3 separate regions of the Drosophila melanogaster genome follow, and regions 2 and 3 are each linked to region 1. The links are chromatin contacts, called in public Hi-C maps. All regions are on one chromosome and are shown on one strand. The core of a region is the stretch at or near the end of the contact, and the rest is flanking DNA. Distances in the headings are between cores, read along the strand shown. Region 1 holds the start of AsnS (Asparagine synthetase). Region 2 overlaps skd (skuld). Region 3 holds the start of siz (schizo).

What was found. Hi-C and Micro-C count contacts between places; a contact is called where the count stands out from the background.
Region 2: a Hi-C map of the Kc167 cell line shows a contact between it and region 1, with 3 times the contacts expected there. A contact is called at or near these places in 4 of 107 Hi-C or Micro-C datasets (the D17-c3 cell line, the Kc167 cell line and embryo).
Region 3: a Hi-C map of the Kc167 cell line shows a contact between it and region 1, with 6 times the contacts expected there. A contact is called at or near these places in 8 of 107 Hi-C or Micro-C datasets (the Clone 8 cell line, the Kc167 cell line, the S2 cell line and 2 more) and 4 of 7 datasets of targeted methods (the Kc167 cell line and the S2 cell line).

The regions. Positions count from the first base shown.
Region 1 is chr3L:21,170,556-21,175,257 of dm6, forward strand. It overlaps AsnS (Asparagine synthetase), which reads left to right and starts at 2,563. Exons shown (of 1, transcript NM_206410.2): 1 at 2,563-4,418. The coding sequence starts at 2,645. The coding sequence ends at 4,321. It overlaps Ac78C (Adenylyl cyclase 78C), which reads right to left and starts at 1,375. Exons shown (of 24, transcript NM_079470.5): 1 at 1,097-1,375. chb (chromosome bows) reads left to right here and starts at 2,298. Exons shown (of 2, transcript NM_168882.2): 1 at 2,298-2,490.
Region 2 is chr3L:21,009,205-21,013,906 of dm6, forward strand. It overlaps skd (skuld), which reads right to left. Exons shown (of 13, transcript NM_168879.3): 3 at 3,007-3,322. Among named protein-coding and RNA genes, the nearest start is that of scaRNA:PsiU6-40, 5.0 kb to the left of the region's middle.
Region 3 is chr3L:21,032,234-21,036,935 of dm6, forward strand. It overlaps siz (schizo), which reads left to right and starts at 2,302. Exons shown (of 6, transcript NM_168881.3): 1 at 2,302-3,068. The coding sequence starts at 2,686. Polr3E (RNA polymerase III subunit E) reads left to right here. Exons shown (of 3, transcript NM_079468.4): 2 at 1-818; 3 at 883-1,328. The coding sequence ends at 1,239. CG10581 reads right to left here and starts at 1,970. Exons shown (of 2, transcript NM_141022.4): 1 at 1,914-1,970; 2 at 1,321-1,850. The coding sequence starts at 1,959. The coding sequence ends at 1,327.

The DNA.
Region 1 (4,702 bases), core at 1,313-3,812:
CCCGATGTGGCTTAAGGTGGCCAAAGGGTCTAATCATCCCCCGATTCGAGTGGGTCCTTAAAACCACCAATTTATTTGCGTTTTGCCCGCTGCGCACAAAGTTTTTTGGGCAGCTCACTGAGGCTGCAGTAATGCGAATTGATTTCCGCCGACTGCAAACAACATGGTTATCCATTTCCGTCGCATCCGTATCCGTATCCTTACAGCATATCACACAACAACAAGCCACAACAGTGCACTGAAAGAAAGGACTCAATCCTATGTTATATTACAGACCTATTGAACAAATTAAAATGAGTTACAAATGTAGAAACGTTTGAACAAAAAATTATTATTTTTAATACTATATGACTCAGTTAATAATTATGTGCGATAAGGGCAAATTTTGAGCGTTGAAAATTGAAAAATACTCCCAAAAGTTACTCATAAAATATTATGACTAAATTTTTAGAACGAACTAAAATTTTAATTAAATATAATTGTAGCAGTGCAGTGCCCATTTCCCACCGCCAATAACATTGTTAAAAACTTCCACTTCGAATTTCAAGCCAAAATACTTGGGAAATATTGTTGATTTGATTTTGGCGGCGTAGAAACTTTTCAATTAATTGGCCCCGACTTGGCAGTTGCTCTATCTGTCAGCGATTTTATGGCAATGCACATCTGGATCTGGTAAATGGGTCTTGGGCCATTTGAATTCGTTCAGCCAGCGAACGTGACCCAAAAGTTGGGGCCCGTGTTTTGGCCACCTCACTCGGAATTCCGGAAACGGACGTGACAGTAATAGGTCACGCTCGATTCCCTTCGATTTTCGGGCTCGGTACCAGTAAAAAGTTTATTTTATTTGATTTTGATTTGATATTTTTGAGAAGCACATAAATTACCTTCACTTTTCGTGTTGAAAGTTGTGTCCGTTTTTATGGTTTTTGGTTAACAAAGAGGGCTAAATTTTTCTGATTCGATTCGGAATTCCAAGATTGATTTTTTCTTAATTTATTTTCCATTTTAAATACATTTTTAAGGACTCCTTGATTGACTATCATCTTAAAGTCATAAAATGATTGAGCTGATACTTTTGATTACTTTTTTTACGCACAATTTTCGGCGGTGATTGCCCACGAAAATTCACTTTGCACATTTTGGCTTACCAGCCTCCATTTCGTCGACGTAACTCAATTTAAGATTCTTTTGAATTGATTGAATTTCGACTAATTACGCGCACTTAGCACCTTGACGGGCATTTTCGAAAGGGAAATTGATATCGAGGAGCGCTCGCCCATATAAAGGACTTCCGATCCACGTCGCTAGCCGAGTGACAATGCGTCGTATACGCAACTTCCTGCCGCACAGTGTCGCGTTCCATCGGCAACTGAATTGAAAGGCCGTTCGTTGCCGACAAAACGACTTGGAAGCAACAAGCGCGCACGACAGAATTCCAGGAGCGGATTCGCGAACCTCGGGTTATAAATCTCGGTTATTTACAGAAGCTCGCACCATCCAAATATGTAGTATGACATCACTGTACAAATTCGTCAGTGTTAGATGCGTAATTAAAACGTCTGCATAATTAAACACGGGAGATTTCTGTTTATCTGCGGCTACTTGACATATTTATCGCATGGACCGAAGTCGAAGTACGCGACGTGGTTCATAGGAAACCACCTGTTGGCGCGGCGCCATGTTAGTTAACAGCGGGCTGTATTTCGGGGAGCTTTTCGGTAACATTCTGTTAATGCAGATAGTAAACAGATGTTACTGAGCTTTCTTTAATGCCGCTAAAATAATAATAATATTAATTTTACGGCAATTTATTCAATGAATTAATGTATTTTTGCTATTGATGCTATTAAAACTATTTGTATATTCTCATTCCAAACGAATTTTTTAAGGAACTGATAAAAAACCGGTCTGTTCTCCGAATTCACACTTTTCTTAACCCTGGCATGAAGCCAACATTAAATCGAGAAACAACTCACTTTGATATATGCTACTCTGCAGATACACTATCAATAATTTAATAAACGGCATCTAATCTTATTTATTTGTTAATACTAATTTTTAAAACTCTTTCCAAAAGAAATCATATTGGGAGATGTATAATTAAGCACATGGAAGATTACAAAATATTTTTGTTAATTAATTTCTGAGCAGTCTAACCACCCCAAAAGTAGAGTAAATTGGATGACGAAATCGTTGATAAAGAAAAATCAGCTGTGAGTTTCAGTTTCAGAGCGCGTTTAGAGAGTAAAAATGCACATAGCTAAACCTAAAATGTTTACCGTCTATTCGTTATCAAGTTTTAAGCTGCTGACAGCTGTTCTCCTTCCGATAAGATTAGCACAAATTACTAAATGGCCGCTCATCAATAGTAATTTTTGATAAGAGCCCTAATCTCAGGGAGCTGTTACCTACCAACATTTATGTGTCTCAGGATTCTAGAAACGGGGTGAAGGAACTAGTTGCACGTGGAAATAAGCTCTGTTGACGAGAGTAAGTATAAAAATGAAATTAAATCTAGAGAGCTTTGGCCATAAATAAGAGTGCACGCCATTGAAAAGCTTCATTCAGTTTTCGGACTTTGCAAAGTGCGGGCCGCTTCGTTAAAAAAAAATACAGTTGAAATTACTGCAAAGATAAGCGAGAAATGTGCGGAATTTTTGCCATATTTTCGAGGGATGGGGAGCCGATACCCACGCAAATCCTCCATGGAAGCAAACACAGTTTAAGGGAACTGGCCTATCGACAGAGTGGCAAGCATCGGCATCGGGGTCCAGATTCCACGGGGGTCTATGTGAATTCCTTGGAAGGGGTGGCCATGATTCATGAACGCCTGCGAATCATTGGCGTGGAAATGGGCGACCAACCCTTCGTCTCTGAAGATGGTAACCTCATCCTGGTGGCCAATGGAGAGATCTACAATTATCTGGAGCTTTCGGCTGAGATTGCGAAAAAGCGTGGCTCCTACAACCCCATGAGCGATTGCCACGTGATACTGGAACTGTACCAGGATTATGGAAAGGATCTTCTGCAATACATCACTGGAATGTTTGCTTTTGCCTTGTACGATAGGAAGACCAAGGAAGTGCTTCTTGCCCGAGACCCCTTTGGCATTATACCCATGTATGTGGGTGAGGATGCGTCGGGAAACCTTTGGGTGGCCTCGGAGATGAAGTGCCTGGTGGATACCTGCTCCAAAGTGGAGACTTTCACACCTGGCGAGGCTCGTTTCGGTAAAGTTGGTGACTTTAAAACATGCTGGCAGTTTCAGCAGTCTTGGATCAAGGAGGTGCCCACACAAACCTGCGAATTATCCCTACTGCGAGCCAACTTGGAGTTTGCCGTGCGCAGTCATCTGCAGTGCGATGTTCAAATGGGAGCCCTGCTATCCGGCGGAGTGGATTCCAGTCTTATAGCCTCCATAGCCACGAAGATAATGCGCGAACGGGATCCCAACTTCCGGCTGAAAACATTCTCTGTGGGTCTAAGGGATGCACCCGACTTCCAGGCGGCCAGGAGTGTGGCCAAATATATAGACAGCGATCACAAGGAGATCATATTCGAGATCGACGAAGCTCTGGATGGCATTAGGGATATTATTTACCACCTTGAAACCTATGATGTGACCACAGTGAGATGTAGTTTGCCCATGCTGCTACTAGCTAGATATATCAAGAGCACAGGCATCAAGATGATCCTCTCCGGCGAAGGAGCCGATGAGATCTTTGGAGGGTATTTATACTTCCACAAGGCCCCAAGCTACAACGATTTCCACGAGGAGCTGGTGAAGAGAGTGCGCCAGCTGCATTTATCCGATTGTTTGCGGGCCAACAAGGTGGCCATGGCCAAGGGCGTGGAGCTGCGAGTGCCCTTTCTGGACACGGGGTTCGTTAACCATGTGATGCAAATCCGACCGGAGGATAAGATACCCGGACCCCTCAACAAATTCGGGGAAGTACAGCAAAAGCGATTGGAGAAGTATGTCCTGCGAGCTGCCTTTGCGGATAACTATCTGCCCGATGAAGTCCTCTGGCGCCAGAAGGAGCAGTTCTCCGACGGAGTGGGCTACGATTGGATCGACAGCATCCGCAGGGTGGCCACCAGCCATGTCAGCGATCAAGAATTCTCCGCAGCCGCCCTACGCTTCCCCTTTAACACGCCCACAACCAAGGAGGCCTTCTACTATCGCTGCATTTTCGCCGAACAATTCCCCGGAGAATCGGCGGCCCGAACCGTGGTCAGATGGGTGCCACGCCTCGATTGGGGCTGTCCGGAGGATCCATCCGGACGGGCACAGGCCGTCCACCAGGTCAACAAAAACTGATAAGAGGACCTTAAGTAAATTGGCAAGTCTGAGGAATTCCAACAATTATTTGCTGAGACATGCACAATAAATTTCTTTAATTGGTAGTCAATTCACTAATATACTATGCGATTCCGTACATCTGTGGGTATTCGGTTACAGATATAGATATATGTATATATATATATACATATATATATATATGTATATATGTATATATGTATGTATATATATATGTCCACATGTTGATTATTGACAAGCGCGCTCCACTTGGCAACTAATGTGGAAACCAGCTGACGTCAGCCTTATTTATTTATTGTTTTTTTAGTAAATAAAACTGTCAATCAGCCCTCTGCTATCTATAGGGGGATCAAGTTAGGCTTGATTTTACTATTTACTATT
Region 2 (4,702 bases), core at 692-3,191, 160 kb before region 1:
TACCGCTCTCTCTTTCTAAGAATGTGCGTGAGAATTTCACAACAACTGTAACGTGTAATTAAGAGAGCGTTATTTAGCAGTTTTGCATTTGCGTGACACATAATGAAAACAAAAAACGAACACACATGACAACAAGCAGCAACAAATGTTGGATCAAGGTCAATAATCTGAGCGCACACACATTTAAAAATGTTTAGTAAGCGCAATAACAAATCGAGAAACCAAAAAGCAGGTAAAACCACACGAATGCAAAAGACTTAAAAATAACATAATAAATGAGCAAGAAAGCGCATTGTAATTAAGCCCAAGCTTGCAAACCAGTTTAAGCTCATTGAGAGCCAAGAATCGAAAAAGAGAGAATATCTCTTCGAATCTTTCTCTATTATTCTCAGAGAGCACCGCATAATTATTGGCTCCAATTTTGGAGCACACGCACACAGCTGCCCCAGCACTCACACACGCAAAAGTGACAGCTGTTTAAGGTAAAAATCGTATGCTATCGAAGTACAACAAACTGTTTGAATACTTGTCATTGTCAAGTCGTGTGTGTGTGTTGTTTTTTTTTTTGTTTCGAAACAGTGCTAGAATACATTGTAATTTGGGATCTTATATTCTACAGCACCTATTTTATGTCATGTAAATGTTATTTTTGTGCCACTGTGCTGACTGGCTGAGATTTGCGGCGTTGCCGTTTTCATGTACAGCAACTCAGAGAGACAGTAACAGTAACTACAAGGCGCTCTCTCTTCGCCACTCTTCTCACCCTTTCAGAATTTCATTCACACGCACTTGCGAGCACGCACACACACACACCAACAAGACGAAAATTTTTTTCGCCAGTTGTGTTGTTTATGGCCGAAAAAGCTATAAAAAGCATACGAAAATTCGACCAAAAAACGCAGACAAAGTAATGTCAATGCAATTAGTCAATGTCCTTGTCATTAAAAGTGCAATAAATAAAATAACGCAATGACAAAGGCTAAAACGAAAAACAACGCGAAATCTCATCAGCGATGGAAGCGACGTGCATACAACTCTCAACTCCAGACGGTAAAAAAAGCGCGCCTCAAAAAGGGGTTAATGCATGACGGCGGAACAAGCAAACTGTAAACTTATTGGGCCACAATGACGTAGGCAGATAACAAAAGATACAGTCAAACTTCCTTATCTCGTATCTCGGTCGGAGAACTTCAAAAGAGAAACGGTGGGTAAAGGAGAACTTCTGTAGCTATACACGGATGCAAAATTTGTAGTTCTAATGGAAACTAATGAACTATTAAGATAATTATGATCTCTTACGTATGTACGCTGTACTATTTATTTATAATTATGCTTTATGAAATGGATAAGAAGCGTATTGTAAGATACTTTTAGTTTAGATAGGCAATTTAATTAAACAAAAATGTTTTAATTGAATATTTAATTTAATAATATTTAAAGAAGAGGGTCTTCTCAGTTAAAAACATAATTGGTGGGAGCTCCTTATCTGGCGTTCCACTTTATGATCTAAAGTAAAAGCCTTCACATTTTTGTTGTTCTTTATTGTTTCAATCACTGGTTAATAAGAAACCATCTTTGAATCTTTGAAACATTGAGAACTTTTTACCAATCATATTTAATTAAAGTTTTGAAATATCTATTAAATGGGTCTGCAGATAACGGGATTACGGATCTCGGGCGACCTGCGGTTGCTTGGTGGGTAATGGAATTTGCCGTGGAAAAGCCGAAACTTAAATTCAAATTCTACTATGAACAATGTACGTAGTGTAGTACGTAGTTAGTGGTCAGAGATAATGAGGCAATAACAAAAATATTGAATAAATAGTAGCCGCACGCAATGGCTGATAAGAGAAGAAAGAAATGGAGATAGGGTGTGGGAAAGAGAACGAGCTTCTTTCGAAGGCCAGTAGTGTGTATTGATATTGAACAACCCTCGAAGGAGCGAGCGAGAGGGACGCTGAGCAGGGGGAGAGCGCGAGAGCACCTTTCTTCTTCGTTTGCATAATTACCCGAGAGCGACGGAGAGCGAAAGAGAGAGAAAGCTAGCGAAAACATTGCAAATGACAGGTGACGTTTCGGCACTACTGCTTCCTCTTTCCTTCTTTTATGCACAAGGAAAAAAGGAATAGGATTTAAGGACTTTTTAGGGGTTTTGTAATGTAAATTCGTAAGCCACGTTAAAATATTTTTAACATAATAATTTAATCTAGCTAGGAACTATATATACATTCATGTTTATAAGACACTTTCGATTAGAACTCGGTTTTGGATCAATTGCATATTTAATTTGAACCTTTGCGTTACAATGTTCCGAAAAAAAATGCATGTGTATAACATATAGGAAGAACTTTTTCTTTTTTCGTGTGAAATTCGGCGGAAGAGAGAAGACAACCGCCTACGATTGACAGTTGTTGCTTTTTTCCTTTAGTTCTTTCTCTTTTCTGTTGCTGACGGTTCAATACGACGCCATGTGAGTTGAATGACGCCTAAGGAAAATGAAAAGGCGAGGGAGAAAGATTGCGAAACAACGGGGGATGGAGAAAAAAGTGGAGAGAATCAGGAGAGCAATAATAATAATCATCTGCCGCAATCGAAATGTATTTCGCGAGTTCTCTGTTGTTTGTTTGTGTGTCGCATTTGTTTTGGCTTTTCTCACACAGATACACCCACACACACATAACCGTCAAAGAGATGGCAAAATTTGTTGTTGCAATTGCATGCGATGGATGTGGCCTTGAAGCTTTATTAAATTCATCACCCACTTGGATGTGTGAGTGAGAACGGGTATGTGTGTGCCTGTGTGTGTGTGGGAGAGAAAGGGAGAGCAAGAAAATAATACAATCAATCTTAAATGTAACACATCGAATTTTAAGTGGTAAATAGGTTTACCTATTTAGAAACTTCTATGAAAATGTCATATTGTATACCTCGTGGCTAGTACCGGTAACTAGCTTTCATATTTAGCTTTCACATTTTATTCGAACCGTCTTCGGTCTAGAAACTTACCCGCTACTCGGAGCAGCTCGGCATCGACCAGTTCACTGAGATCGGGCTCCTCGCCGTACCAGAAGATCCATAGCTCCTTGGCGGCGGCCAGCGAAAGGGGCGGGTGGACCTTGGTCGACGTGGTCATCTCGAAGGTTAAGGCATTCGGGTCGGCGTGGTCCGTCTTCGTGGATTGGACCCTCCTCCACACGCACAGCATGTCCGCCTGGATGCATCGCGAATATGAGCGCAGGATCGGGTCCGCCAAAGGATCGCTCGATGCGTTCGGTCGCTCCCCGTTAACGAACTTCCGCCACTTTATTCCACATAAATCAGTCTGTAATGGGTTAATAGAGAGTTAGCAGTAATTAGTCATAAATGCGTATGTAAGCAGGTAATGGTAGCCAGACTAATGCCAAATAGGTTCTGTAATACACTCAACTGATAACTATCACTGCACTATCTACTTATACATATGTGTAGGGTAGCTCCTATCATTTGTTTACCCTGTCGTGACGAAAGTTCCGTGTCTGTACAATCTTCTTATAAATGACGTACGGAAAATAGCGCATTCCTAATTTAAGACTTGTTATGGCAGCTGCTGGGGAGAAATCTTAAAGAGACTTTGGATAAACTTCACCAATAACAACCTATTTTATTTCCGTTGCGGCCTTATTTAGATATTTACTGATAGCTGTGATCGCAGAGAATATATGCAGAGAAATAATTGTTCCTAAAGCTACAAAATCACAAATATATTGCAGTAAATGTGAATTATTCCCTATACAAACACCACGTTTACTTTTATAGGCTAAAGTTAAATATTAAGCACCTTTAGATCCCTTTAATAAGAAAAGCAATTAAAAAATGGAACTTATCCAACAAGTTGATTCCATTCGATCATAAACTATAGATAGGTAAACTGTTTTTTCACACTAGGTCGCAACAGTTTGTGAAAACTTAACTGCTCTTTTTACATCGATAAATGCTGTAGGTATTAAAAATAAAGGTTTCAGCACACCCCATCTGACTCACTGAGATTACGATCTTAAACTGTTTTATCGGTTTTTGCATTAAACGCAAATTCTAACGATGACGTTAGATTTAATTACGAATTGCTAATTTTGTCACGATTCGAGAAATCAATGAAGAGTCAAGCAATAAATGGATAAGCTTCTTTAATGTTATATGCAAATGAAATAATACAGAAATTTTCTATATAATACCTTATATTTTTTATACAACTTCAAGTTTTGCCGAGTGTATTTCAATCTATGCAAAAACGATAATCATCTTGAATTGTTGCCCACTAATTTACCAGTGTTGCGAAATCTTTCAACTTACACACACACATCTGTAAAATACATTCCTCATTGCACTTGGCAGCAGCAGTAACAACAGGCAAAGCATAAAAAGACCAAAGCGAAGCTCGAAAATCTTCCGCTGCCTCGCAACTCAAAACAAAAGCACGAAAAAAACGGCAGAGGGTGGAAAGGAGGGGTGGAGAAGAAGGGGGAGGAAAAGAGGAGCTGCAGCAGAGACATGAGAAACTTGGGGCACCGAAGAAGAAACAAAAGCAAAACCAAGAGAGAAGCACGGAGAAAAAAAAGAATGAGTGACTGACTAACTGGGCTTATGTAGCTTGCTGGCTCTTTAGCTTTTTTAGCCATTTGGGGTCGTCATTGGCTGCTTCCGTTGCAGAGTTGCGTTGGCTTTA
Region 3 (4,702 bases), core at 1,052-3,551, 140 kb before region 1:
GACCCACCTACAAACGTGGCATCATGGACAAACAGGCCTTCACAAGCTCGCGTTCCATAACCGATGTGGCCAAGTACATAGTGGGCATCTTTACGGATCGGGAGGTGCATCTGTCGCCACTTACATCCATAGTCCAAATGCGACCCGTTCTCAGTCACTTCGATAAGGACGACAAGCGCAAGAAGGCGGAACTGAAGGCTCAAACGGAGGACACGGACGATGACGAGGTGCTGCAGCAGGTCACGGTTAAATTTGCACGAGGAAATGCCAAAAACAGCGGAAAGGAGCAACGTGTCGGCACCTACGACAGTTTCGTCCAGCGAATTGCGGATGAGCCGTGGTGCGAGGCCTACTGGCACTCGAGGGGCACGCCCACCGCCGAACTGGAGCGCCAGAAGCTCTTTGCCACCAGTCATCACGGCAGTTCCTCTTTGGCTCTCGCTCCTGACGAATATCTTCGAAAGCTTCTGCCCTACGACGAGCATGTGCAGACGGTAGCCCCAGCAGCTGCTTCTGCTGCCGCCCAAGTACTTCCCGTCTACAACAAGGCCATGCTTAAGTCTATGCCGCTGCTGGAACAGCTTACAGTGCTACTGAGAGATGCGCGGATGCTCTCGTTCAGCGACGTCATTAGTATTCTCGCGGAGCACGTGGATCCGCATGTGGCTGCCGACAAGGTGCTGGCTTTGCTGCCCCAGGTGGGCATCCTACTGCACGGCAACTGGGTGCCGAAATCCGAGGTGGTCTTTCCCGAGAAGGTGCTTTCCCATGCGAACGGTGTGTCCGCAGAGCAGATGATTCGCGCCAGAGATTATATAGTGAGTTATAGTATGGGTGTAGCGATCACTTATCTTGTACTAATCTCCTCAAATCCATCCGCAGCTCTTTCGTTTCTCCCGCACGCCCTACCTGTTCCGAGCTCAGGTAATGGCCGCCACCCAGTTACCTCCTGCGGAAACACTTGACGTTTTGAAGACTGTGGCCCGGGTGAATAACACAAAACGGTGGGAGCTGCTACTGCCACCCGACAAGGAGTTCGAGCAAAAGTACCCGGAACTGGTCAGCCGACAGGAGTACCACTGGACCGCTTCCGAGCAGCACTACAATGAAATGGACTGGGCTAGGGAAACCAAACGTGTTCGGAAACGTTCGACGAGGAAGAGCGAATCCCAGTCACTGACTTCAGCCATGCCGCCGCCCGCAATGAATCACTCAACAACTGGCTCCGTGGATGCGTAGCATCGGATGATGATCTCCCAGCGGCGGAGAATCGGCAGCACGATTATACATCTAGGCACTATTAAAAAGACCAACAATTTTACTTTGTTAAAGAAGTGCTTTTGTAATCTCTTCTGTAATCTCTCCAGCCAAGGCGTTCCTATTGAATTTGGTCACCTGGTAAATCTTGGATCCTGCTGACTTTCTCAGCTGCTCCACCAAAGCCAATGTTGATTTCTCGGGTATGGTGACCAATAGGGCCCGCTTTTTCTTCAGGAGATCAGCCATGGCCGACTCAAATCGCTTGCTAAGCAGCTCCATTTTGCCCACTTCATCCACGACCAGGAGATCCGGCTCTGGTTGGGAATCCTGTGTGCCAAGTACTGGCAGAGCGAGACTGTCGAAGTCCTGCACAAACACCGAATACTCTCCCACTTTGGGTCGTCGCAGCTGGTCCCCGGGATTCTTGCGAGATAGGATTGCTCGTTTTCCGGCTAACGTGACCACGTCGAAGCCGATTCTTTGGCTGGTGCCCTCACCTCGCATTTCCTCTGTGTAGAATCCTTGAAGAATGCGTCCTCTATCCTGCAGAGCCGAGCATATTTTGTGGACCAGTGTAGTTTTACCCACTCCTGAAAATCATGATTACATACATAATAAACAAATAGCAAATATTTTCCCAGCTAAATTTGCACCTGGTGGCCCAGTTAGTATAATGGTTATATTTTTTTGGTTCTTCATGTCGGCTTATTATTACAATACCAATTTTATAGAATATTTTTGTGGTGAACTAGATCAACCAGGAATGGATCATTGGCAGTTCCAAAATAAATCTTAATTAATGCACACATATTTAGATTTAATGAGTTTTAAATTTATCAAAGAAAGAAAATGCTTATGTATAATAATGAGCATAAACTTAAGATTGTTTATGCCCTTCTTAAATAAGATGAAAACAACAATATATTTTAAAATAAAACGGTCGTCTTAAAATGCCACATTTGATGCGGTATATTTTTTGAATACGATAGCGTATTTTGAGTTGCATGCTCTATGGTCACACTGCGGTGCCCCCCAGCACGTCCACACTGTTTCCAAACGTCGAACGACGAGTGCGTCGTGTTTTTCGTCGCGCGTGAATTGAAAATCCGTAATTCCGAGAATATTCGTAATCCCCCTCCGATCCGCACCAACTGTTGCTCGCGATTCGAAGTGCTGGCTCTGAAGTATAATATACGAAGGTCATTCAATTACAATACGAGTGAAGTTTCAACTCGCAGCAAGCTGCATTTTCAGTTCTTATTGTGAGATTCAAAGTGGTTCTGCCTGTTTCGCTGTTTTATCACCCTCTCCACCACCTTCCCTCATTCGCGCGAGTGCGTGTGCGTGGCGGGGCTATAATGTTTTGGCCACAAAAGCACATCGATTAGGAGTGCAGCCGATCCCCGCTAAGGTTATAAACAAAACATGTCCGAGGCCGATCTGAAGAATCTATCCCAGAACTCGGATGGCGACCAGGAATTGCTGCTGCATCAGACCACGCAGTCCCTGCTGATGGCCAGCTCCATAATGTTTGTGGGAAACCAAGGAGGGCCGGGCGGTTCCGCTGGGGGTGTCGCCCCACCTGGACCCGTTTCCCTGCCCCTGCCCCTCTCCATCAACATGCCCCATCACCATGTGCATGCGATGCCCTACAATGTGGACGAGCTGCTCCGGGAGAACAATGCCCTGCACGCCAAGATCAAGGAGTTGAGTCTGGAACGCGATCGCCTGCTCTGTGAAGTGTCCAATCTGCGACTGGAGCTGGACATGTCGGAGCTCAAGCGACTGCCCGTCGATCTCGATGATAAGTGAGTGCCCACCAATGTTTACTATCTAGTAATATATTCAAATATCTGTTAAATAAGGGTGAATTAATGGCATATCATATTTTCCTATTGGACATCCCGCTTAAATGGAAACTTCCAATAGGAAGAGATGCACTTTAAAATTGCGGTTGCAAAATAATTTTCATGGCATTTGGGGGCCAGAAAAAATTTGCAATGTTCAGCAATTTGATTTCAACATATTTAAAAAGAATTTTGTCGATATTGTTCTAGATGTGTCAACGAGCATTTTACATATTACAAAGAACAATTTCTCACTAAATACTCTGTAAAATGCGGTTGTTTATTTTGTGATCTCATTAAGAGCCAAAATATTCCATTAAGTAATTATAATCAGTCAGGAGATAGTATTCATCTTTAAATTGATTATATTTTGAAACAATATATATTTAAAATCTTTTCTGCTATACTACCTACTTTTAAAGCTCTTCTTTAATGCTTCTTATCAGAGCGGCATTTCGCTTTTAAGTTTCAGGTCAAGGCCTTTGATATATCTGTATATATTGTAGTTTTATTTATACCATAATTTAATCTGCACATAGGCCAGTTTTTTATTTCCCTTTTCTGATTAGAAATTAACATTTTAGCTGATAAGAAAAAGAGCTGGAATACATAATTCATTCAGTGAAGATCCTTACTTTATATTTTGTGGTTGTGTGATCTTAAAACAAAAACTTGAAGCCAAAGTACCATTTCTTCTTCAGCACTCAAACAAAACCACAAAAATCATTGATTTTTTTTTTGGATCGCCATTTTCGGCTGCATTTCCGTGACCCCCAACTCCAATGTTTCCTTGCCCCCGGGTTGAGTCAACTTCTCGTTGAGTCACATTCATTCGTCCCCTTGTCCTTGCCACCTTGGCAGCTGCAGGCTGACAAGTCGGAGTGCGACTTCTGGTTTTTGCAACCCCTTTTTGCACGCCGGTCTACCTGTGGGCTAATCGACACAGTCGTGGTCGCAAAATGAAGTGCACCGTGGCGATAGGTATTTCCGTACATAAAAAACTCATGCTTATCTGTAACAGAACAATAGATAATGTTGTATTTATTTCGTTGCCAAATTGAATGAGTCAGTTGTGCTGTGATAGAACTACAGTTGCTCTCCGCTTATCGATCGACCAGAATTCTCTATTTGTTTAGTTCTGCTGATAACTAATGTGTAGTGCTACTTCGGGCGATAAGAGCCGTCTCAGGGAAATTCAATGTTAAGACCGAGTTTCGATCACTTATTTGGGGTCTTTCCAGGGGAGATTAACCTCACAAATGCATGGGCAAACAAGAAAAGAAATATTATAAACCATTCGCCTGGCATTTTGCCATTGACAGTCGAATAAAGTTGGGAGTATCTTAATATTCGTACCTGACTTTGCTTTGCATGCGGTCATGCCCCACCGCAGACAATCTTTTAAATACAGATATTTTCGTATATATGATGTATACATATACAAAGTGGGCGCAAATAAAGCGCAGTTATCTTTTAACCGTTTTCTTTATTTTCGGGGCTTCTTGGCCTCTAAGGTCTGCTAGTAGTAGAATCGTGGGCTCTTCCAATTATTCGCTTAGCGTTTTCTGTTTATTTTTTATGTCTCGGTTTTTGCA